Linked DNA regions of Mus musculus: regions 1, 2, 3, 4, 5 and 6 are each linked to region 7. The links are chromatin contacts, called in public ChIA-PET, HiChIP or PLAC-seq and promoter capture Hi-C maps. All regions are on one chromosome and are shown on one strand. Each heading gives the region's core, a stretch centred on a gene start, on an enhancer-like site or on the middle of the called end of the contact. The rest is flanking DNA. Distances are from core to core; before and after follow the strand shown. Region 1 holds the start of Ppp1r18 (protein phosphatase 1, regulatory subunit 18). Region 2 holds the start of Prrt1 (proline-rich transmembrane protein 1). Region 3 holds the start of Rnf5 (ring finger protein 5). Region 4 holds the start of A930015D03Rik (RIKEN cDNA A930015D03 gene). Region 5 holds the start of Btnl2 (butyrophilin-like 2). Region 6 holds the start of Mrps18b (mitochondrial ribosomal protein S18B). Region 7 holds the start of Tnf (tumor necrosis factor).

What was found. Promoter capture Hi-C pulls out the DNA fragments that hold promoters and counts their contacts. ChIA-PET counts read pairs in DNA pulled down with a chosen protein or histone mark. HiChIP or PLAC-seq counts read pairs in DNA pulled down with a chosen protein or histone mark.
Region 1: a contact with region 7 is called in a FOXA1 HiChIP or PLAC-seq map of pancreatic cancer cells. The contact joins the promoter of Ppp1r18 here to the promoter of Tnf in region 7. A contact is called at or near these places in 2 of 39 promoter capture datasets (hippocampal neurons and liver) and 1 of 115 datasets of contacts at active chromatin or transcription factors (pancreatic cancer cells).
Region 2: a contact with region 7 is called in a promoter capture Hi-C map of liver, with 2.4 times the contacts expected there. The contact joins the promoter of Prrt1 here to the promoter of Tnf in region 7. A contact is called at or near these places in 4 of 39 promoter capture datasets (liver, neutrophils and pre-B cells), 3 of 115 datasets of contacts at active chromatin or transcription factors (bone marrow-derived dendritic cells, bone marrow-derived macrophages and pancreatic cancer cells) and 1 of 9 other capture datasets (pancreatic islet).
Region 3: a contact with region 7 is called in an HNF4G HiChIP or PLAC-seq map of pancreatic cancer cells. The contact joins the promoter of Rnf5 here to the promoter of Tnf in region 7. A contact is called at or near these places in 1 of 39 promoter capture datasets (cranial neural crest), 1 of 484 Hi-C or Micro-C datasets (B cells) and 1 of 115 datasets of contacts at active chromatin or transcription factors (pancreatic cancer cells).
Region 4: an RNA polymerase II ChIA-PET map of memory CD8 T cells shows a contact between it and region 7, with 7 read pairs. The contact joins the promoter of A930015D03Rik here to the promoter of Tnf in region 7. A contact is called at or near these places in 2 of 115 datasets of contacts at active chromatin or transcription factors (memory CD8 T cells and pancreatic cancer cells).
Region 5: a contact with region 7 is called in a promoter capture Hi-C map of liver, with 3 times the contacts expected there. The contact joins the promoter of Btnl2 here to the promoter of Tnf in region 7. A contact is called at or near these places in 1 of 39 promoter capture datasets (liver) and 1 of 115 datasets of contacts at active chromatin or transcription factors (bone marrow-derived macrophages).
Region 6: a contact with region 7 is called in an RNA polymerase II ChIA-PET map of memory CD8 T cells, with 14 read pairs. The contact joins the promoter of Mrps18b here to the promoter of Tnf in region 7. A contact is called at or near these places in 2 of 115 datasets of contacts at active chromatin or transcription factors (memory CD8 T cells and pancreatic cancer cells).

Annotation. Positions count from the first base shown.
Region 1 is chr17:35,865,062-35,868,164 of GRCm38.p6, reverse strand. Ppp1r18 (protein phosphatase 1, regulatory subunit 18) reads right to left here and starts at 1,550. Exons shown (of 3, transcript NM_175242.1): 1 at 1-1,550. The coding sequence starts at 930. Nrm (nurim (nuclear envelope membrane protein)) reads right to left here. Exons shown (of 4, transcript NM_134122.2): 4 at 2,765-3,103.
Region 2 is chr17:34,627,522-34,631,024 of GRCm38.p6, reverse strand. Prrt1 (proline-rich transmembrane protein 1) reads right to left here and starts at 1,461. Exons shown (of 4, transcript NM_030890.2): 1 at 1,321-1,461; 2 at 1-392. The coding sequence starts at 1,339. It also overlaps a transcript of Ppt2 not described here.
Region 3 is chr17:34,601,682-34,605,162 of GRCm38.p6, reverse strand. Rnf5 (ring finger protein 5) reads left to right here and starts at 1,602. Exons shown (of 6, transcript NM_019403.3): 1 at 1,602-1,829; 2 at 2,854-2,872; 3 at 2,966-3,078; 4 at 3,175-3,229; 5 at 3,305-3,422. The coding sequence starts at 1,690. It also overlaps a transcript of Agpat1 not described here.
Region 4 is chr17:35,992,811-35,995,889 of GRCm38.p6, reverse strand. It overlaps A930015D03Rik (RIKEN cDNA A930015D03 gene), which reads right to left and starts at 1,386. Exons shown (of 2, transcript NR_015618.2): 1 at 1,330-1,386.
Region 5 is chr17:34,353,289-34,356,456 of GRCm38.p6, reverse strand. Btnl2 (butyrophilin-like 2) reads right to left here and starts at 1,635. Exons shown (of 9, transcript NM_079835.2): 1 at 1,387-1,635; 2 at 157-240. The coding sequence starts at 235.
Region 6 is chr17:35,914,724-35,917,782 of GRCm38.p6, reverse strand. Mrps18b (mitochondrial ribosomal protein S18B) reads left to right here and starts at 1,343. Exons shown (of 7, transcript NM_025878.2): 1 at 1,343-1,491; 2 at 2,979-3,059. The coding sequence starts at 1,420. Ppp1r10 (protein phosphatase 1, regulatory subunit 10) reads right to left here and starts at 587. Exons shown (of 19, transcript NM_001163818.1): 1 at 67-587.
Region 7 is chr17:35,200,235-35,203,573 of GRCm38.p6, reverse strand. It overlaps Tnf (tumor necrosis factor), which reads left to right and starts at 1,567. Exons shown (of 4, transcript NM_013693.3): 1 at 1,567-1,919; 2 at 2,436-2,490; 3 at 2,669-2,716; 4 at 3,011-3,339. The coding sequence starts at 1,734. Lta (lymphotoxin A) reads left to right here. Exons shown (of 4, transcript NM_010735.2): 4 at 1-409.

The DNA.
Region 1 (3,103 bases), core at 301-2,800, 660 kb before region 7:
AGTGGGTCTCTGCTCAGCAGTCTCCACTTCGCTCGAGGTGATGTCTTGAACCTCCTTTGTCACCGGAACAATCCCTGAACTCAATTTCTCTTCCTCTCTCCCACACCCTTCCAAGTAGTCTTTCCTCTCTTCACCGGACTTCAGCCTCCACTCTGTGGCCTCCAGCTGTATCAAGCTCTGTTTCTGGGGTTCTCTTGAGTCAAGATTCCATTTATGGACATCTGTCGGGCTGGCCTTCTGGTCACCAGGCTCCCCAGGGCTCAGAATGCTTTCCAACACCTCCTTTCTCTTGGGACTGTCATCTCCAGAACCCGCTAATCTCAGACTCTCCTCTGGAGTTTCTCCAGGGCTCAGCCTCCATTTCTGAGCCTCTGCTGGTCTGGAACTCAGGTCTCTGGCCTCTGCTGGGCTCTGCCTCCAGTCTCGAAGAGACCTCGAACTTGACTCTTGGGCTCCCCCTATCACCAGCCTCCTATCTCTGGACTCCCGGGGACTTAGCCTCTCTTCTCTGGACTCTCTTCCCTTAGGACTCTGATCTCTTAAATTACCAGGACTTGATCTCCTTTCTAGAACCTCCAGAGGCCCAGCCTTCCTATCACCAAGCACCTCGTTTCTCTGCTGCTGCTGCTGTTGCTGCTGCCGCTGTCGCTCCTGTTGGATGAATCGATTCTGATGTACTGGTCCAATAGCCTCCAAAAGGACAGCAGATTCATCTGGGTCTGGAGGTCCAGCCTCAGCATTCCCAGGCACAGGGCTCCCCTCTCCAGGAGGCAGGCCCAACTTGGCTCTGCGTCGTTCCAGGATTCCCCTCTTCCAGGCTGGCATCTGGGACAAGCGATCCCGTTCTGCTTTCTCGCGGCCACGAACCGCTGCCTCCTCCTGCCTCCGCCGGGCTAGCAACTGTAGCTTCCAATCTGGGATAGCGGTCATGGTCACTGGAAGTGAAGGAGAGAGTATTGGGGGACAGGAACAGGAAGGGTAAGCTTCAGAGGAGCCCGGAGACTGAGAATGGGGGTTGGGGGAGGAAGTGATGCGGGAAGGGACGAAGAAGGGCAGGAGGGGACAGTGGAATTAAGAATGAAGATAGAGGAAGGCCGTGAAAGGAAGGACAGCAAAAGAGTCAGGAACTGAAAAACTGAAGAGAAAAGCTGGGTGCCAAGTTGGGGGTGGGGATAGTGGGAGAGGAAGAGTCGAGATTCCGGGCAGAGGCAGAGCTAGATTGGGGTTTGTGGGCACCAGACCGTCCCTAAGATATAAGAAAGGGGAGAGAGGAAAAGCAGGAGAGAGAGAGGAGCCGGAGGAGCCGGGGCTGAGAAGTGAGCGGATTCAGTCAAGACTGCCTCCCCCGGTACGCAGGGGGAGATAAACGGGAAGAACAGGGAACCAGACGGCGAAGGGCGAGGAGATCGGGCAGGAGGTGAGGAGGTGAGGACAGATGTAGAGGGCAGAGGTCCAGGGTAGAAGGGGAGACCGGGAAACAGGCAAGGGCGCCGGCGCCTCTTCGCACGGGGCCCCCGCAGCTCCCGGCTGCCTTCCCGGCTGCGCTCGGCCCCGCCCCTCAGTCCGGCCCCTACCCCACTGTCTTTCCCGCCCCCGAGGCGGGTCAGGGGAAATACCCTCCTTGGGGACTTTTGGTACCCGAGCAAGTGTGCAGCCCCGTACATTCCCAGAACCCTGGCGTCCAGCCGCGTTCAGTCCCTACAATCTCGCCGGCCTCCCCACCGGATACGCTCCAGAACTCGGGCGCGACGAGGACCCACATCACGCCTCTGCTGTCTTCCCCAACCAGGGAGCCGGCTCTCAGGGGACCTTGACCCAAAGGGTTGTGCACCAGAGGGAACTGAAGGGACAATCTATGCAAAAGGGGAGACACTCCAGGGAAGATCTGGAGCCAGGAGGCACTTCTCTTAAAGTGGGAGCCACATAGTCAACTTACACGCCTCGGGGTCCCTAGGAGGAGGTGCAGTGGAGTCAGGCGTCGGGAGAGAGGAAGAGGAGGAGAGAGGCGAAGGGAGATCCGGAGGGAGGGAGGGAAACAGAGGAGGAGGGAAGAGGGAGCCTAAGAGGAGGGACGGAGACGCAGACTGGGGGCCAGGCGGGGGCGGCGACCGCTTTGTCTACGGACAATGGGGCGAGGGAAGGGGGCGCAGGGAGGAGCCCGGCGAAGGGCGGGGCTTCGCTGCCCTCCTTCCCGCGTGGACTCTGGTGGGACTTCTCTCTTGCTGTGGCTATCCCCTCGCTCTCCGTTGTCTGTCTCCAGAGACCTTCACCCGCTTCCTTCCTTGCAGCCCCGAAGAAGCGGGGTGTCCAGACCCACTTCTCCAGCTGGCCGACCCGGGGCGGCGGCCCGTGACTCAGGCCCCCTGAGGGACATGGGGAGGAAGCGGCAGCTGCTTGGAGTCGGACCCGCCCTTCCCATCTCTCGCCGCTCCTCCCCACGCTTTTTCTTTCCCTAGCCAGTCTTTGTTACCGTGGCAGAGAAGGCGGCTGCCAGGCCCTGGGGTCTGAGGCAAAATGGCTTTGGGAGTTCGCTCTCCTCCCAGAGAGTTATTCTGTCTCCCGTGGGTTCCCTGATTTATACGCGGAGAAACTAATATTTGGAGGGAACAGGACTGGACGACTGAGAGATGGGGCGGGTCCATGGGGTGTGGCCCCAGCCTTGCGATCGTTTTAGAGTGCTCGGCTATCACCGCAAAAACTAGGTCTCATCTTCCTTCCCACAATTGGTTCTGCGGCTTGAGAGTCATGGACAGACAAGTGGATATCATATGTATAAAATTTTATTTTTTCTGCAGCGCATATCCTTTGGGAGAGCAGGGAGCCCTGAGTCAACCCGAGTTAAAATCGGGAGACGTCGCCTTAGGAGACCACACAGAGCTGTAGGGAAAGACCTAAGGAGAAACTAAGGCAGGAGTGGGGAGGAAGCACAGCCGCGGTACAAAAGAGCCACTACTTATAAACTTTCAGATAGGCCCTGACATAGCTCCCTGAGGTGGAAACATGGAAGGGAATCCCTGAGGTGCAGAGCCAATAACAGTGCCAGGGGAGTGAGTGCTCCCCAGTGTGAGCTGAGGTGCTCCCCTGTGTGAACTGACCCAGTGTG
Region 2 (3,503 bases), core at 212-2,711, 570 kb after region 7:
AGGCGCTGGTGGGGGCGGGGCGGCGGCCGCAGGCGGTGGTGGGGGAAGTGGACCCTCGAAGCGAGTCTCCTGCAGATAAGGGTCGGGTGGCATGCGGGGTAAGGTAGCACAGCCGGGTGGGGGAGCCCCAGCGGCGGGGCCGGGCGGGGCATGGTGGGGGGGCCGCGGTAGCGTGGCGGAAGACGAAGGACCGCGTTGAGCACTGGCCGCAGCAGAGGCCAGGCCACCTGCTCCTAAGCGCGGGAGGGTGGCGGTGCCAGACTGGTGGTAATGGTGGTGGTGGTGGTGATGTGAGGATGGGGCCGTTTGTGGGGGCGGGATGGGGGGCTCGGCCGGTGGCTGGGGGGCATTGTAGGGCGGCGGTGAAGTGTGGGGAACCGAGTCTGGAAGGCCTGGCCATGGAAAAGCCGAGGAGAGGATAAGGGGAGAGAGAAGACAGCAGAGATCAGAAGGGTAAGAGACATGAGACAGCAAGAGATGGAGAAAGAGCGAGGGAGATACAGCCGAGACGACATCTCCCATTTTGGGGTCAGGGAAGGGGTTGTATGTAGGCCACCTGGCCCCAATCTAGTTTTGCCGTCACAACTGTCACAGCTCCTCCCAGGCTCCGCTGCTGTCAACCACAACCCTCATTCAGGGTTGTCTCTGAGCCAGCTGTCCCCTCTTCCTGCACATGTGGTCGTGTCACAGGGGTCATGCACGCTCAGTTTAACATTTCCACTTTGCTTCAGGTGGAGTTACCTGGGAATCTCATGGGCCTCCGTTAAGGTCCATGACAAAGCTTCTGGGACTAGGCATAGTGGTTCATGCCTGTAATCCTTGTACTTGTGAAGCAGCCGGGGAAGGGTGAAGAACTGGGAAGTTCAAGACCAGCCTGGGCTACAGAGGGGAATCTCATCTCAAAGAAGAAAAAAAATTGTCTTCTAGATATTACTTTCCCAACAACCCAGTCTGATTAAGTCTCCGTTATTTTTCCACTGGGTGTCTCCATGCCACTGAACCGGTGACTGTCCATCTGTCACTCCCAGGGATGATGTCCCTGCAGAACCTGGCTCTGCCTCCCTTTCCATTTCAAAACTGCACCCCCCCCCCATGTTGTTGACAAGGGACCAAGGGACAGAGGCAGACTGACCCGAAGGAAGAGAAGGATGGGATATAGAAAGGGGAGGGGGTGGGGTATGCATGGAGAGAAGGAATGGAACTGAGCCACACAACATCCCAGAGGGGGTCAAAGAAGGGGATTAGGGCAAGTGGAGGTTAGGTAGGAGATGACAGAGGGGGTTGGGGGAGGGATATATATATATATAGTTTTTTTTTTACCTGACTTTTCTGACGACATGTTTGCAATCGTTGGGACAGGGTCTCTGAAGCTGGAGTCAGGGCCCCCTGACTGCTGGCGCAGGAGTCTTAGTGTCTCAGTCCGGGATGGCGCAGCGGCGGTAGCAGCAGCAGCGCGGAAATGGAGAGATGAAGACAGTGTGTGTTGGGGGGGGGGGGTGGCTGGGGGGGAGCTTAAAGGGACCGAGGCAGGGATGGGGGAGAGCTTCAGAAGTCTCCCCCCGAAAAACTCGGTTTCTCTCTGCTTCTGGACCACCTCTTTCCTCCTCTCACCCTGGCAGTCAAGCCCCCAGTTTAGCTCCCTTGGAGTTGTCATGGAAACCGGGAGGCAAGACCAGGCAAGGCGGGTGGGACTAAGAGAAGGAGGGAGGGAGGGAGAAATCTCTAGAGCCTCTCCCGCAAAGACTCGCTGTAGTGATTATATTGTGAGAAGAAGCCAGCTCAATGGATTTACCACACTTATCTCCAGACCCCGTTCAAGCAGTCCCTGCTCATCCATGGGGTTGCTCCCTCAGTTTCCCTCAGAACATCCTGCAAGATAGTTCTAGGTTTCTCCAGGTGTGAGACAGAACTGTACAAAGAGTGGAACCAAGAGGTTCAGACCCCCCCTCCCCCATATACAGCCTGACAATAGAGGTAAGATGCTGACTGTGGCTAAAGAAAAGGAGAAAAAGAAAGCGCCTGTGGGGGTACACAGGTACCTTCTTTCTCTAGGGTTATAAGAAGCTGAAATGCTTCATCAGAGGGAAGCAAGCTCTAATTGCTTGTTTGTGACAGGCAGGTTTGGAAAAGCGTGCTTGTTGGGGGCTGAAGAGTTCTTGGTCCAGTCAGCAGTCACAACCTCTCCTTAAAGCACTCCCTCTCTCCCCCCTCCTCCTGCCCCAAGACGCAGATCCACCCCCGGAGTCAACCCAAGACACAGCGGTGACTTCCACTCTTTTTATTTGCTTTTTGTGTCTTGTAAGGGCGTGGGTGGGGAGGTGGGGTAAGGATAGGCCCTCTACAGAGGTTACACCAGTTGAGCCTTTTTTGCAGAAACCTAGCAGGAGAATCAGAAACACCCCTTTAGGATTTTCCAACTCTCTCCAGAGACAGTTGCTCTAGGACAAAGCCCCTCTGGTGGCGTCCTGGAGAGCAGTCTCCAAAGCCCTGGCTTGAGCCCGTTCCAGGTCTGAGAAATTTTTACCCACGGCCTCATACCGGTGGTTCTGGTTTTTCAACCGTGCATGGATCAGAGGGAACCTTGGACCCATCCCTCCCACACCATCTTCAATACACGCTTCTGGTTTTATTAAGTTCAGATTAAACAAAGTCCCTGAGTACAGGCCTTGAAGCTCAGAAACCCTGCAAACTTATTTAATTGCTAAGTAAAAGCACTGACGGATAAAGGCTATTCCCTGGCACTCCGGCGCGCCGTAGGGGTCACGGGTAGGCCGAGTGGTGCCAGCGCCCGCAGCGGGGAGGAAGTCTGCCTGCACTGGCAGGGTTTGTGTCGCCAGCAGCCCGCAGGGATCTGAGGAGCAGTTTGTCGGGGTCGCTCAGGATTGAAAGACTGGTGGAAATCCTGTGGTGAGTCCTTGAAGCCCACGGGGCCCCACGCCCATATAAGGTGGGTCCGGGAGGGTGGGTCGTGAATGCGGAGATAAAAGTAGGGCCAGAGAAACTGGGTCAGGCTGCACTTCACTTGAGGGGCCTGGAGGACTCTCGGCGTCTCCGGAGACAAGGGCACAACACGCACTTCAAAGTGAAGAGTTGTAAGGCGCTGATCCGGAGCGGGAGGGCAGGCAGGAGTGGGAAGAGGGGCTCTTCAGCTGTGATCGGCCTGGCACTCTGGCCTAACACAAGCCTGGCGTCCAGCGATAGAAGCGGGAGTCGCCTTTCGTCAGTCCTAACCTCCCCCCTCGCACGTTTTCTTGGGCTCTGCTACGAAGCCAGACAGCCTGGATTGGAAAGTGGGCCGCATTAAGGAGGGGAAGTTGCACCCCTGGGTGGCTGGATGCAGCTGAAGCCTAGGAATGCCTTCTTTAGAAACCCAGTATTATCTTTTTCTGCTGTTGCCTCTCCCCATCCGGCTAAATGGATCGCTCTGTCTATTTCCTCCCCAGTTCTTTGGGTGCAATGGAATGTTCCATTGCCCCTCCGGTCCGCTGTCCGCGTTGCAGGGG
Region 3 (3,481 bases), core at 353-2,852, 600 kb after region 7:
CCTTTCGATGGAATTCGAGCAATAAAACACTGCTTCCTAAGGGTGATAAAATGGTGGGATGTGCCGCGTATCTAACTGGCCAAACCCTACTTCCCTCTTCACACTCTGGACGAGTCCATCGTTCCTACCTCCTATTCGCCTATTCTGCATCTAAACCTCTTCAATACTCCAGATCCTCGCTTCTCCGTACCTCCTCCTATAGAGAGTCCCAGCTTCTCACCTTTCTTTATTCCTCAGTCACACAGGTCCTTTATCAAGGTATTGAATAATCCTTAGCTAGCGTGTTCTCGTCTCCCGCCCATGGACACCTTTGCCCTGGGTGATTTACATGGCTTGGTGAAGAGCCCTTGCGAATGCGAGGACTGTTACCTAATTCTGGGCCTTGGGCCATAGTGAGGGTCACTGAGTGCTGGAAAGGCCCTAGCTGCCAGCCGTCCAGCCAGGAAAAAGATCCAAATCTATGCAGGGCAAACTACAAGGAAGGGGCGGATCTACCCCATTCTACGGCGGGTCACCTAGGGGTCGGCCTCTGTCCTTTGGGCGCCCACTCCCAAGAGGGTGGAACCAGTCCTTTTCTGCTTGTAAGGTTTAGGACGGAGTGGGGGTCCACTGTGGTCTGCTGTGTCACATTACAACGGTGGGCCTTTGGCTCGGTCCTGCTGTGAGAATCACCTAGAGAGGCTAAGTCGTCCAACCGAGAGAGTGGGGTTAACACCGGCGCCACAGACCGACGGCCGCACCATCCACGCGTCGGGCTAACCCCAGCTCTGCTCCCCGCTTCTCCGAGAGGGAGGGGCGGACCCAAGGTCTTCCCTCTACGTCACCCAAGGAGGCCGGAGCCATCTTGAACCCTGCGACCCTGGTACTTCTGCCCTTCCCCCTCCCCCCTTAGCTCTGCACCGTCTCTCCAGATCTCGGCCAATCAGCGGCGGAGTAAACCGCCCAATCAAGCGGAGAGAGTCCGGGCGGAAAGACCCGGATAAGGCCGAGTCGAGGCCTTTGAACCTAAGGCCCCGCCAATAGCGGAGGGGTTGCCATGGTGACGAGAGAGAGCGAGTGAAGGGGCGGGACTGGAGTCGACACCGCCTTCGTCTGGGTTGGCCTATTCCACGCCCCCCCCCCCCGCTTATTGCGCATGCTCATTCTTCCGTGTCATGCCAGCCAATCATTTGATTTGGAACCATTCGCTCTAAAGTCCAATAGGAACCCGGACCTTCTAAGAAAGAGGAAGAGAAGGAAAAAAAGAGGCTTATGGTGGGCGAGTTCTGTAGGCCTGAGCCAATCCCTTCTGAGCTTTGGTTATGACTGGCAGCTGAACTGACGAATCAAAGCCTCTTTAGCTGAGTGACAACACAGGCCTAGCTCATTATGACCAATCCCTCGGCAGTGCATAGTTACTGAAGCCCTATCAGCCAATCATCATCGTGCAAGGGTAGGGGCCCCACACACACCTTTTTCCGCCCCCACTCTTTGGATCAATCGTGTCCTTTGAATTCTATATGATTGGCAGGTACCTCGACCAATAATGATGAGAAAAACTTGAAGTTTGCCCAACGATCCTGGGCCGAAGGCGGACCTGCTTTGTTGGGGCGTGAGTGTGTGTGTGCCTGTGTGTGTGCCCTGTGTTAGTGTATATGTGTGTGTGCCTGGGGGTACTGAGGGCTACGTGGGGGCGAAGCAGAACTTGCCATGGCAGCAGCGGAGGAAGAAGACGGGGGCCCCGAAGGGCCAAATCGCGAGCGGGGCGGGGCGAGCGCGACCTTCGAATGTAATATATGTCTGGAGACAGCTCGCGAAGCTGTGGTCAGCGTGTGTGGCCACCTGTATTGGTGAGAATCCGAGTCAGGGGCTTGGGGTGAGGCGGCGGGGTTCGTCTTTGTGCTGGGGAGGCCGAGAGCGGGGACCATGCAGTTTTTTTCAGATGACCAGAGGGCATATGTCCCACCCCACCTCCCCACATACACGTAGGGGAGGCCTAAAGTGAGGACTTGTGTCTTTGCTGATGTATGTAGATGGGGTGGGGGTGCGGGAAGGGTCACATCTGTGCAAATGAGATATCTTTCCAGGGAGGGTCCTATGAGCTGGTGCATGGTATGTTATGAGGAGGAATGGGAAATGGGGGACGCTGCATATTCCTCCATTCGAGACCTGAACCACAGTACCCCGTTAGACCTACCCAGGTGTTGAGATAAAATAGATGAGAGACTTTTCAGTTTAGGGGATGTGCCTGTCGGAGGAGGAGGGAAGATCTAGGGACTATGGACCTAGATGTGGGTCATATTAAGATGAGATGTGGGAGGGGGTGATTTGTCAAACCTGAAGACAATGGCATTGTGTAAGGACAAGATGGAGAGGGTGAAGGGTCATGGAGAGAGGGGTTTTACTGAGCTTGAAGTAAGGAGGAGAGGAACAATGTGGGTGTCTGAAAACCATGGGAGTCTGGAGGATTAGGAGCAAGAATGGAGTTCAGGCTGAAAGGAAACCTGTTGAATTGGGAAGTCAAGTTCGGAGGCAGAAAGGGGGAGGTTGAAGGTGTGTGTGTGTGTGTGTGTGTGTGTGTAGAGGGAGACAGACAGGGAGAGACAGAGAGGAGACACCGGAAGAGAGAAAAGGATCAAATGTGTGGAGGATGTTGAGGACCCAATGTGAGTACCTTTAAATGTCAAGTATCAAAGGCAAGAAGCTGGAAAAGTCAAGTTAGCAAGTATGCTAGAAGCTGTTGGGAATATGGAGAGAAATGGAGCAGTAGAGCAGCAGTGCCTGGGAGACAGGTGGTGGGTGGGCTTCCATGTTCTGGGGTCTGCAGCTCTCTTCTGTAGTTTGACGTGTGCTTTTTGTTTGTTTTTCATCCAGTTGGCCCTGTCTTCACCAGGTATGTGTTCATGAGGTGGACTGGGAAACAGGGAGGGTCAAGGAGCTCCGAGATGCTCTTTGTACTTGAAAACACTTCATATTTCCTTTGCAGTGGCTGGAGACCCGGCCAGACCGGCAAGAATGCCCGGTGTGTAAAGCTGGCATCAGCAGGGAGAAGGTCGTCCCTCTTTATGGGCGAGGGAGCCAGAAGCCACAGGATCCCAGGTGAGACCCAACACGATGCTGAGGGGAGCTGCAGGCTTCTGTCCCATCCCGAGACAGGGTGTGAAAGGTGCTGCCTGCCTCTCTCCTTCCTCTCAGATTGAAAACTCCACCCCGCCCTCAGGGCCAGCGACCAGCTCCAGAGAGCAGAGGGGTGAGTCTCCTTGTCCAGCCGTGTCCCTCCTTTGCCCAAGCCTATGGGCTTCCCTCATCTTCCCTGCCTCCCTAGGGGTTCCAGCCATTTGGTGATGCCGGGGGATTCCACTTCTCCTTTGGTGTCGGTGCCTTCCCCTTTGGCTTTTTCACCACCGTGTTCAATGCCCATGAACCTTTCAGAAGAGGCGCAGGTAAGGATTTTCCCAAGTCTCCCCGCGCCCTCTCCTGGCCCTACATGTTTCTGAAGCTT
Region 4 (3,079 bases), core at 137-2,636, 790 kb before region 7:
AAGACTCGGGGACACTGGGAGCCTGGACACTCAGTGTCACCCCCAGCCAGCTACTAAAGACTTTCTAGTGGCTTAAACCCATGTCTGAGCAATCTTCTCGGGCGGATAATACCATCTGTATTTTCCCTGCTGTGTACGGACATGCTATGAACTACCAGCACCAAATTTCAACTCAGCAAGAATGTGATCTGGGCTAGCAACTTTCATTAAACAATGTTTCCTGTGACCACCCAGGATCCAATGTATGAATATTTTTGCCTGCATGCAGCCACCAGTGCTGGACACTGAACCTGGGTCCTCTGGAAGAGCAGCCGGTGCTCTTACCTGCTGAGCCCTCTCTCCAGCCCTGCTTATTAGACTTCTAACACATCAAGAACTTCATTTCAACCAGACATGGTGGCGAATGCCTTTAATCCTAGCGTTCAATAGGCAAAGGCAGACAGAGTCCAGGCCAGACCCTACTACATAGCAAGACCGCCCCCCCCCCAGTCCCCCCCCCTCCAAAAAAAAAAAAAACCAATATCGAGTTCTCTGAGTAACTGGCTTAATCTCTTCCATGGCTCATTCATCCTGACCTCACAGAAATCCACCTCCTGAATGCTGGCATTAAAGGAGTGAGACACCGTGCCTACCACCATTCCCTTTATAAGGTGTGAAGAGTGGAGACCAGAGGACAACTGTATCTTTCCTAACACAGCCTCCATTTTTTTTTCCTCTAAGACTCACTACTTAGGCTACTGCGGTTCACCGAGTAGTCCCGAGTAGTCCCGGGGATCGGCCTGTCTTCCTCCCAGCTGGGTTTTCATAACAAGCCACCACGCTCACATTTTTAAAGCGATTTCCGATGATCAACCTCGGAGGTCCTGTGCTACAAAGCAAGCTCTTTACCGATTAAGCAACCTCCGCGGCCCTAAACAATGTGTTTTAACACACCACGTTATATATTTCAAACGTGTGCAATTTTTGTCACTTACACCTAAATAAATAAAGCTGGGGAAATTAAAATCTAATGAGGGCCGGGCATGGTGGTGCAGGTCTTTATTTCCAGCACTCCGTAGGCCTAGGCAGATAGATCTGGGTTCGAGGCCAGCCTAGTCAACAGATCGAGCTCCAGGAAAGTCAGGGCTACACAGAGAAAACCTGTCCTGAAATGAATGAATAAATCTACTAAGTAAGCTTAGTTGAGCCGAGAAAATTAAAATGAAAAATACTATAGTAGGCGCTTCAAGTTGCGAAGGCTTGACGATTGTACGCTTTTCTAGATTTGATAACCGACATTTCTGACCAAAACAAACAAACAGCGACTTTAAAAGGTTTTCGTGGGCTTACCGTTTGAGGAAGAGACATGGCGAAACCGGTCTGCGACGCCGGACTAGACGCAAAGCCAAGCCCACGGGCGAAACACATCCGTCTTCTTCACCCGTTGGGTGGGACTTCCGCTATCAAGGCTCCACCTTCTTAAAGGTTCCCCAAAAACCGCTAGCAGCTGGGGACCGACCGTTCAAACACTTGAACCTATGGGGGACCATTTCACCCAAAGAATGGACTGTCAGATGGTATTAGAAATTATCTCGAGCTGGCCGTGGTGGCACACACCTTTAATCCTAACACTCGGCACTAGGCAGGCAGGTTGGTGTCTGAGTTCGAGGCCAGCCTGGTCTACAGAGTGAATTCCAAGACAGCCAGGGCTACACAGAGAAACCCTGTCTCAAAAAATAAAACCAAATAAATAAATAAATAAATAAATAAATAAATAAATAAATAAATAAATAAATAAATAAATAAATGACTTTTTCCAACCATTGAAATCTGCTACGAGTAGAAGAACGAAGCTAAACGGTTTCAAAACAGCAGCAACGCAATAGCTCTAAGATAATTTTTATTTGTGGTATGAGATAAGGTCTTGTTATTTAGCCCAGGATAGCCTATCTGTTCACAGCAATCCTCTTGTCTCAGCCTGAAAAGCTGGGGTTAAAGGGGTGCACCACAGCCCAGCTCCATCGAACGTCGCGCGACGTCAGGGTTTCCTCTGCGCAGCCATGACGCATCTTGACCAGCAGGTGGCACTGCGGAGTCGCAGGTGCGGTGGACCGACCCTTTACCCAAGGCTGTGGGGATCTTGAGTTCCAAGTGTTTTTCCTGCTGTTGCAGCTACTCATTACTTACTACCTACTGATACATAATATTTCAACATAAAGATGAGCTGTAGCCGCACAGCTATCTGAACGTCACCACCAGTTATAGGCTGTTGTGAGCTGCTGGGTGTGAATGCTAGAAACCCTGGAAGAGAATCAAGTGCTCCTAAATTGCTGAGCCTTCTCTCCACCCCATAGCCAAATTACTTGACAATTACATCCTTATTCCAATGCCTGCACCTCTATCCGCTATATGGGGCCTTCAAGCTCATCTCTTCAATGGGTCCACTGCACCACAATGTTCAATGCCACCCTGACCCTGCCCACCCCCCACCCCCAACCCAATTACCTTCAACCTCCATCGTCTTCCTCTGGGCCTTCTCTCCTCCCTCCCCTTTACATTCCTGGTTTTCTCTAACTGGCTTACTCCTCTTCCCAGACAAGAAGTAAGACGCCTGCAAATTCTCCTCTCTTCCTACACAGGTTCTCAGCTTACACTACACTCTGAAGATGACCTATTCCTCTCCTCCCACCTCTATGCTGATGGTGCCCAATGTCTCCAGCCAGCATCTCTTCCCCAAGCTGTGCTTGCATATACTGTCTGCATATATTGTCTCTGGAGATCGCCCATAACAAACATGCCAAACTAGAGCCATGCTACACTCTGTTCCCTTACTCTACAACTCCATCACCAACACACACACACACACACACACACACACACACACACACACACACGAGAGAGAGAGAGAGAGAGAGAGAGAGAGAGAAGCAATCCAACAGCCTGTCCATCTATCAAACAGTCAAACAGTCTTTCCCCCACTGTTTCTGGTTCATTTTCCTTCTAGGATGGCTATAAAACCCTCTGGTCACTTTCCCCTTCCAAATAAATGTCCAAGTTGCAAACACAGTGGTCTACAGCCAATTATTTCCCTGCCTTTTAG
Region 5 (3,168 bases), core at 386-2,885, 850 kb after region 7:
AAAGCCAGGGGATGGGGAGGTGGGGGAGGGGTGGAAAGGCCAGTGTGAGCCCGCACCCCTTTGTACTGCACTGTCAGGTTGGGTTTGAGACTGTGCATTTTAGAACTGAGGGGCATGACAGCAAGTGGGGATGGGGTGGGTAGGAAGGGACCCTACCTGGGTGCTTTATAGTCAGCAGGACGAAGAGGAAGGAGGCAGCCACGCCAGATAGACTATACCGTGGGCAATCCACCATCCTCCCTGGAGCAAACATAGAAGAAAGTACAGCTGTGATTACCCACCATGCCTTGCAGTTTCTGCATTGGTTTTTGTTTGTTTTGTTTTGTTAACTCGACAGAAGCTAGAGTCATCTGAGAAAAGGGATCCTAACTGAGGAACTGCCTCCATCAGATTGGCCTATGAGCAAATCTGTGGGGGAATTTTTCTTAATTAACGATTGATGGGAAAGGACCCAGCCCACTGCGGGCAGTGCCACCCCTGGGCAGGTGGGCTTGCATGATGTAAAAAAACAAGCTGAGCAAGTCACAGAGGGCAAGCAGTGTTGCTCCATGGTCTCTGCCTCAGTGTCTGCCTCCAGGTTACTGCTTGGGTTCCTGCCTTGATTTCCCTTCATAGTGGTCTGCCAGCTGTAAGATGAAATTAACCCTTTCTTTCCTAGGTTGCTTTTGGTCTTGATATTTATCACAGCAATAGCAAGCAAACTAGGACTTCTGATGGCTATGCTATCTTAATAGACAACTAGCACCAAACCTGTCATCATCAGATCATGGCCTGGCCCCGTTCTTTTCAGTTGTTGATCACAGCTGACTCACTCACTCACATTTGAACTCTCACGATGGAGTTACACTGTACGTTATCCCTTAGGCTCCCCCTCAGGTCTCACTTAGTCCAGTTGGCTTCTAACTTGCAACACAGCCAAGGATGACCTTGAAGTCCTTCCTCTACCTCTCGTGAATCCTGAGATTGAAATTCCATACACCAGGAGGCAGATACTGAAGAGGATGAGGCAAGACAATGTCTGGTTTGAGGCCAACCTGAGCTGAAGGAAGTTTTTTGATTGGAAAGAAAAATCAGTCCTGAGCTAAAGAGACAATGATGTTAAAAAGAGGAAAAACTCAGCTTGTTGTGGTAGCTCACTATAATCTCAGCACCCAGAAGGCTGAGGCAGGAGGATTGCCATTTGTTGGAAGCCGGCATTGGCTATAGAGTGGGAGTCTGTCTCAAAACACTACTCTCTAAAAAATGTGCAGTGGAGATCAACAGGAAGTAAGAGCCATTTCCTGACAGGATGCTGACTCTACCTACTTCCTCATCTTAGTTGACTCCTCCCCACCCCACCCCCACTCCCATGTCCATCCTTCATGAGAGACTCTCCAAGCCACTCACCTGTTGCTCTTTCCTTTAGGGTGAAATGGAGGCTGTTGGTCTCACCCAGTCACAAGTGTGTCCTTCATTCACATAGCAGGTGTCTAAGGACAGGAGAGCATAGTGACTGGTGATGGAGCAGGCAAGGAAAGTGGAAGCGTCACCAGTTTGCGTGAAGGAAGATTTGAATGGTGTCAATCTGTAGGCAGAGTTGAGTCCCCGAGGGTCAGTCTAAAATGAGGCTCCAGTCAGAGCAGCACATTTACCTTCTGCTCAAAAGTGAAACTCAGAAGGAAGGCAGGTGGACTTTGGGCTCTGTTCTGATTCATCTAGCCTTCTAGACACAGTGATAATGTTGACCCTTATCTCTTCAGAACACCAGCACGCAGGCTGGACCCTGCTCCATGCCCTGTCCAGCAGGTAGGTGACCTGACATCTGGCAGTGGCCTAAATCATGGCTACTTTGTCCTGTCCTTCAGCTTGCTGAACTTCTATGATTCCCCATCTAGGGCCAAGCTCTCTCACAACACGGAGTCTGTGGACCCTCAGAGTGCAGAGCATGACTGTCTATCAGATACTCAACCTTCACCCTACTGAGTAGAAAACCAAGTCTAGGAGGGGATGTTCCCTGTCCAAGACCAGAACATCAGGCCAAGGTGCCTGTGTGTTTTTTCTTTGTTCTTTCTCTTTTACTGGAAAACAAAGGCTTCACCCAAGAAATGTAATAAGCTTTCTGATATAGCGTGTGGGTACAATGAGCATGGCTAGTAATGGAGGGCCTTGGACACCCCTGTTATGTGCTCTTCTTTCTTCAGTCCTTCTTGGGGATCCCCTAAATTCTCTTTCACACTATTGAGGGGTCTCCAGATCCACTTTCAAGAGCTGGGAAGAGCAGTTTTAAACTTATTTAGAAGAATGTTTGTTCTTCATTGTAAGAGCGTAACAGCACAGCATGCAAGGCAACAGTGTAACAGCACAGCATGCAAGGCAACAGTGTAACAGCACAGCATGCAAGGCAACAATGTAACAGCACAGCATGCAAGGTAACGGTGTAACAGCACAGCATGCAAGGTAACAGTGTAACAGCACAGCATGCAAGGCAACAGTGTAACAGCACAGCATGCAAGGTAACAGTGTAACAGCACAGCATGCAAGGTAACGGTGTAACAGCACAGCATGCAAGGTAACGGTGTAACAGCACAGCATGCAAGGCAACAGTGTAACAGCACAGCATGCAAGGCAACAGTGTAACAGCACAGCATGCAAGGCAACAATGTAACAGCACAGCATGCAAGGTAACGGTGTAACAGCACAGCATGCAAGGTAACAGTGTAACAGCACAGCATGCAAGGTAACAGTGTAACAGCACAGCATGCAAGGCAACAGTGTAACAGCACAGCATGCAAGGCAACAGTGTAACAGCACAGCATGCAAGGTAACAGTGTAACAGCACAGCATGCAAGGTAACAGTGTAACAGCACAGCATGCAAGGCAACAGTGTAACAGCACAGCATGCAAGGCAACAGTGTAACAGCACAGCATGCAAGGTAACTGTAACAAACAGCAAAGCATGCAAGGTAACAGTGTAACAAACAGCACAGCATGCAAGGTAACAGTGTAACAAACAGCACAGCATGCAAGGTAACAGTGTAACAAACAACACAGCATGCAAGGTAACAGTGTAACAGCATAGCATGCAAGGTAACAGTGTAACAGCACAGCATGCAAGGTAACAGTGTAACAGCACAGCATGCAAGGTGCTTTTCCCTGATTCTTCCCTCTCAGGATTAGGGAATCCTGCTC
Region 6 (3,059 bases), core at 94-2,593, 710 kb before region 7:
TTTGGTTTCACAACGGGAAACGTTGATTTCTTGTTCAAGGCTGGTTTTTGAAAATTCGACACTTACTATCCAATTTTTTTGCGACGTCAGCACCTCGGGCTCAGGGGGGAGGGGTAAAATTTTGGAGGAAAAAAAATAAAGCAACCAACCAGGACCCAAACTCAGTTACTTGTGGGGCCTCATTGGATCAAAAAGTCTCTTTTAAAAAAAGTAAAGACCAACTCAGTTTTCATTTCCCCCCCGCCCAACTCCATTTAGGGAGAGGGGGTCGTTGAAAAAAAAAGTCTGAGTGGATTCCAAAACGGAAATGCTGGATGAGTGAGATTGGGTAGGTTTGGGCAGGGAAGGTGGTTGATTATTTTTGAAGTTATGTGGTGACGGTCCTTCGGCCACAGATCTCAAGTCCCAAGCAGCGTGGGCTGGTGGGGTGGGCAAGATAGGTGGGGAGGGGCAGAAGACACGAGTGGTTGGGCTGGTGGCTGATTTCCCTTTCCCCCCTCTCAGGATCCTTTCAAGGGTTTAGATGTTGCTGAGGCTTGTTTGTTTTCCTGATGGCCGGCCTGTCTTTCTCCGAGAAAATTCAACCTGGGGTAAAAGGAACACAAAAGGAGGAAGGTGTAATCAGTACGGGTCGCCTTTAAACGTTTCAAAGTTGTCGCAGGACGCAGCCGCATTAGGGAAAAACGTGGCTGCCCATTAAATCCGAAACCACCCCGTTCCCCCGGCCCGCTCTCGGCAAAACGTTACCCTCCAAAGCGACGGAGCACCCAAACTTACCTCTAAACGAACCCCAGAATGGCGGCCGCCCGCTCGGGCGGAGTCTTTTATACCCGGCCACCGCCCAACGCACCCTAACGTGATGGAGAACCGCCCTCGCCGGGACACATTGTGCGCGAGGCGAACTCTGATTGGCCAGCGTGCGAGCCGGGTCGCCCGCGGATTGGACGTCCCTCCTCCACCTTCCCGAAGCCCCCTTCCCTCGGTTCCCCTCTTCCGTCTCCTTGCTATCACCTCTACGCCAGCGCGTGATCGCCGCGTCCGGCACCTCCCTTTCCTCTGCCTCCACCACTTCCGCTCCGGCGACCCGGGGTCGCCCTCGGTTGGCCGAAACGGCCCGACGCATGCGCACTGGGAGCACCCTGGTTAAAATCGCAATCAAATCTGCTTTCATGTTAGACACTAACCATGGAATCTAGGATTCATCGTGACTGGTCCGGGAGAAATGCAATTTTGAAGGCTGGTTCGATTGTGACGCAGTTTAAATTCGCGTCTGTGGACCCCGCCCCTTGACGCTTCCGCCCTTAGACATGTGAGCAGCCGCCTTCCGCATTGCGGGGCGTGTCCTTGGCCCACCCTAGTGCGTGTCCCGAGCATGCGCAGTCGCTCTTCCGGCAGGCCGTACGTCCGGTGTGCGTCAAGATGGCTGCCCCCTTGCGGCACACGCTTCTAAAGCTGGTTCCTACACTCTTACGAAGTTCCTATGTAGCTCAGGTAAAACGTTGGAGGGGTTTTCTCTACCTCCCCGTGGTGTCTATACTTTCGATCTTCCTTCCATTAGGAGGAGTCAAGGGGCATGGGTTTTCCCACATGTCTACGTGTCAGCCCTGCACCAGCCTCCGTCCCCTACGGCGCGCGATTTCTAACTACCGAGCGTTCGGGTCAGAGCCAGGGTTACGGGTTATCATCGTCGTCTCCCGACTACCATTAGGCAAAAGAACTAAATGGTGGGGTTGCCCCTGTGGAAATGGGCAGTTTGTAACCAGGTCGTTGGTGCCTGAAGTGGCACCCAGGACGTGTTTGGTTTTTTTTTGTTGTTGTTGTTTTTTTTTTAGCAAAGGACCCTATTTTAAGGATTTTCCCCGGTGTTCGGGAGACAGCCCAGGTTGGTCTCATAGGTACTTTCTGAGCTTTCTACCTCTCCCTCCCAGATTATGGAATTAAAAGCAAGTACACTAGTCCTACTCCACCTCGTCACACGTCATTTCCCCATCAGAGCATGCTTGAGATCATTCTGCTCTCTGGATTGAGATTGCCCTTTAGCCTCAGGTACTCACCACCCTGGAGGTTCTCCGCAGGGCAGGGAGGAATAGGAAGGCTTGTCTCGACGCCACTCCCTAAAATGGGACTACAGAGTAGTGACAGAGGTTACCACCGAAGTAATAACAGGCTTGGTGGCTTTAAAGCTAGCGTTAGGACGCAAATTTGTTTTGCTCTGTGGAATGTTGACCTGCAGCATTTTAAGAAACTGATCAGCGCAGCGACTTTGGGGTTTTCTCATCTGTATGAATCATGCCCAGCTCTCCATTATTAATCTTTGTGTTTTCTTTTTATTTATTTATTTTTGGTATTTTGAGACGGGGTTTCTCTGTATAGCCCTGACTGTCCTGGAACTCACTTTGTAGACCAGGCTGGCCTTGAATTCAGAAATCCTCCTGCCTCTGCCTCTCTGCGGAGTGCTGGGACTAAAGGTGTGCGCCACCACGCCCAGCTTTCTTTTCTTTTTTTTTTTTTTTATTAAGAGATTTATTTATTATTATACATAAGTACACCGTAGTTGTCTTCAGACACACCAGAAGGGGTTGTCAGAGCTCATGGGTGGTTGTGAGCCACCTTGTGGTTGCTGGGATTGCTCTTACCCGCTGAGCCATCTTGACAGCCATTATCAATCTTATTTCCAAAAGTTTGGCATTTTTTTCACACCATAACCAACCAGTGCTCATCAAACGCAGATATTTGTATGCCAAGGTTTTTAAATTGTCACATCCCACTAACATCTTTTACCTTGTTGGCTTATCCTGCAGGGTCAGCTTGGGGCCCTAGGTAGAGTGGTTGTCAGTTTAGCATCAACAGAAATGCTACTTTCATAGCAGAAATGCTATTTTCTTGATGAGTTATACTGACATTTTGTGCACACGTTCCAAACTCTGTCCCCAGTGTATGATAAACCAAATAGTTGCAGCCTCTTACTCCCTTTTTAGGTTCCCCTCCAGACTCTTTGCACCAGAGGCCCTCCTGAAGAAGATGCTCCATCCTCGCTTCCCGTTTCCCCATATGAGAGC
Region 7 (3,339 bases), core at 318-2,817:
TGCTCAGGGGACGACTCAAGCCTACCTAGAAGTTCCTGCACAGAGCAGGGTTTTTGTGGGTCTAGGTCGGACAGAGACCTGGACATGAAGGAGGGACAGACATGGGAGAGGTGGCTGGGAACAGGGGAAGGTTGACTATTTATGGAGAGAAAAGTTAAGTTATTTATTTATAGAGAATAGAAAGAGGGGAAAAATAGAAAGCCGTCAGATGACAACTAGGTCCCAGACACAAAGGTGTCTCACCTCAGACAGGACCCATCTAAGAGAGAGATGGCGAGAGAATTAGATGTGGGTGACCAAGGGGTTCTAGAAGAAAGCACGAAGCTCTAAAAGCCAGCCACTGCTTGGCTAGACATCCACAGGGACCCCCTGCACCATCTGTGAAACCCAATAAACCTCTTTTCTCTGAGATTCTGTCTGCTTGTGTCTGTCTTGCGTTGGGGGAGAAACTTCCTGGTCTCTTTAAGGAGTGGAGCAGGGGACAGAGGCCTCAGTTGGTCCATGGGATCCGGGCAGAGCAAAGAGACATGAGGAGCAGGCAGCTCCCAGAGACATGGTGGATTCACGGGAGTGAGGCAGCTTAACTGCCGGAGGAGACCCAAAGGATGAGCTAGGGAGATCCATCCAAGGGTGGAGAGAGATGAGGGTTCTGGGGAGAAGTGACTCCACTGGAGGGTGGGAGAGTGTTTAGGAGTGGGAGGGTGGGGGAGGGGAATCCTTGGAAGACCGGGGAGTCATACGGATTGGGAGAAATCCTGGAAGCAGGGCTGTGGGACCTAAATGTCTGAGTTGATGTACCGCAGTCAAGATATGGCAGAGGCTCCGTGGAAAACTCACTTGGGAGCAGGGACCCAAAGCAGCAGCCTGAGCTCATGATCAGAGTGAAAGGAGAAGGCTTGTGAGGTCCGTGAATTCCCAGGGCTGAGTTCATTCCCTCTGGGGCTGCCCCATACTCATCCCATTACCCCCCCCACCAGCCCTCCCAAAGCCCATGCACACTTCCCAACTCTCAAGCTGCTCTGCCTTCAGCCACTTCCTCCAAGAACTCAAACAGGGGGCTTTCCCTCCTCAATATCATGTCTCCCCCCTTATGCACCCAGCTTTCAGAAGCACCCCCCCATGCTAAGTTCTCCCCCATGGATGTCCCATTTAGAAATCAAAAGGAAATAGACACAGGCATGGTCTTTCTACAAAGAAACAGACAATGATTAGCTCTGGAGGACAGAGAAGAAATGGGTTTCAGTTCTCAGGGTCCTATACAACACACACACACACACACACACACACACACACACACACACACCCTCCTGATTGGCCCCAGATTGCCACAGAATCCTGGTGGGGACGACGGGGAGGAGATTCCTTGATGCCTGGGTGTCCCCAACTTTCCAAACCCTCTGCCCCCGCGATGGAGAAGAAACCGAGACAGAGGTGTAGGGCCACTACCGCTTCCTCCACATGAGATCATGGTTTTCTCCACCAAGGAAGTTTTCCGAGGGTTGAATGAGAGCTTTTCCCCGCCCTCTTCCCCAAGGGCTATAAAGGCGGCCGTCTGCACAGCCAGCCAGCAGAAGCTCCCTCAGCGAGGACAGCAAGGGACTAGCCAGGAGGGAGAACAGAAACTCCAGAACATCTTGGAAATAGCTCCCAGAAAAGCAAGCAGCCAACCAGGCAGGTTCTGTCCCTTTCACTCACTGGCCCAAGGCGCCACATCTCCCTCCAGAAAAGACACCATGAGCACAGAAAGCATGATCCGCGACGTGGAACTGGCAGAAGAGGCACTCCCCCAAAAGATGGGGGGCTTCCAGAACTCCAGGCGGTGCCTATGTCTCAGCCTCTTCTCATTCCTGCTTGTGGCAGGGGCCACCACGCTCTTCTGTCTACTGAACTTCGGGGTGATCGGTCCCCAAAGGGATGAGGTGAGTGTCTGGGCAACCCTTATTCTCGCTCACAAGCAAAACGGGTTAGGAGGGCAAGAAGGACAGTGTGAGGGAAAGAAGTGGGCTAATGGGCAGGGCAAGGTGGAGGAGAGTGTGGAGGGGACAGAGTCAGGACCTCGGACCCATGCGTCCAGCTGACTAAACATCCTTCGTCGGATGCACAGAGAGATGAATGAACGAACAAGTGTGTTCACACGTGGAGAGATCTGGAAAGATGTGGCCAGGGGAAGAGGGGATAAGCAAGAGATAAAACTCAGAGACAGAAATGAGAGAGGCATGAGAGATAAGGAGGAAGATGAAGGGGAGATAACGGGAGATCAAGCACAGAGGGCACCGCAGAAAGAAGCCGTGGGTTGGACAGATGAATGAATGAAGAAGAAAAACACAAAGCTGGGGGGTGGGGTGGGGCAAAGAGGAACTGTAAGCGGGGCAATCAGCCGGGAGGCTTCTCCTTTGGGGTGAGTCTGTCTTAACTAACCTCCTTTTCCTACACAGAAGTTCCCAAATGGCCTCCCTCTCATCAGTTCTATGGCCCAGACCCTCACACTCAGTAAGTGTTCCCACACCTCTCTCTTAATTTAAGATGGAGGAAGGGCAGTTAGGCATGGGATGAGATGGGGTGGGGGGAGAACTTAAAGCTTTGGTTTGGGAGGAAAGGGGTCTAAGTGCATAGATGCTTGCTGGGAAGCCTAAAAGGCTCATCCTTGCCTTTGTCTCTTCCCCTCCAGGATCATCTTCTCAAAATTCGAGTGACAAGCCTGTAGCCCACGTCGTAGGTAAGATTTCTTTACATGTGCCTTGAGAATGAAGGGGCATGATTTTGGGGGGCGGGTTGAGGGGTGTCGAGCCAGGCTGAGAAAAGACAGAGCTCTTAGAGACAGCACGTGAGAGTCAGAGCAGTGACTCAAAAGCAAGGCATCAGGGGGCCACCCGGGACCTCATAGCCAATGGGATGTGGAAAGACAGAGGGTGCAGGAACCGGAAGTGAAGTGTGGGTAGCTGCTGAGGCTCAGGATGTGGAGTGTGAACTAAGAGGGTGACACTGACTCAATCCTCCCCCCCCCCCTCAGCAAACCACCAAGTGGAGGAGCAGCTGGAGTGGCTGAGCCAGCGCGCCAACGCCCTCCTGGCCAACGGCATGGATCTCAAAGACAACCAACTAGTGGTGCCAGCCGATGGGTTGTACCTTGTCTACTCCCAGGTTCTCTTCAAGGGACAAGGCTGCCCCGACTACGTGCTCCTCACCCACACCGTCAGCCGATTTGCTATCTCATACCAGGAGAAAGTCAACCTCCTCTCTGCCGTCAAGAGCCCCTGCCCCAAGGACACCCCTGAGGGGGCTGAGCTCAAACCCTGGTATGAGCCCATATACCTGGGAGGAGTCTTCCAGCTGGAGAAG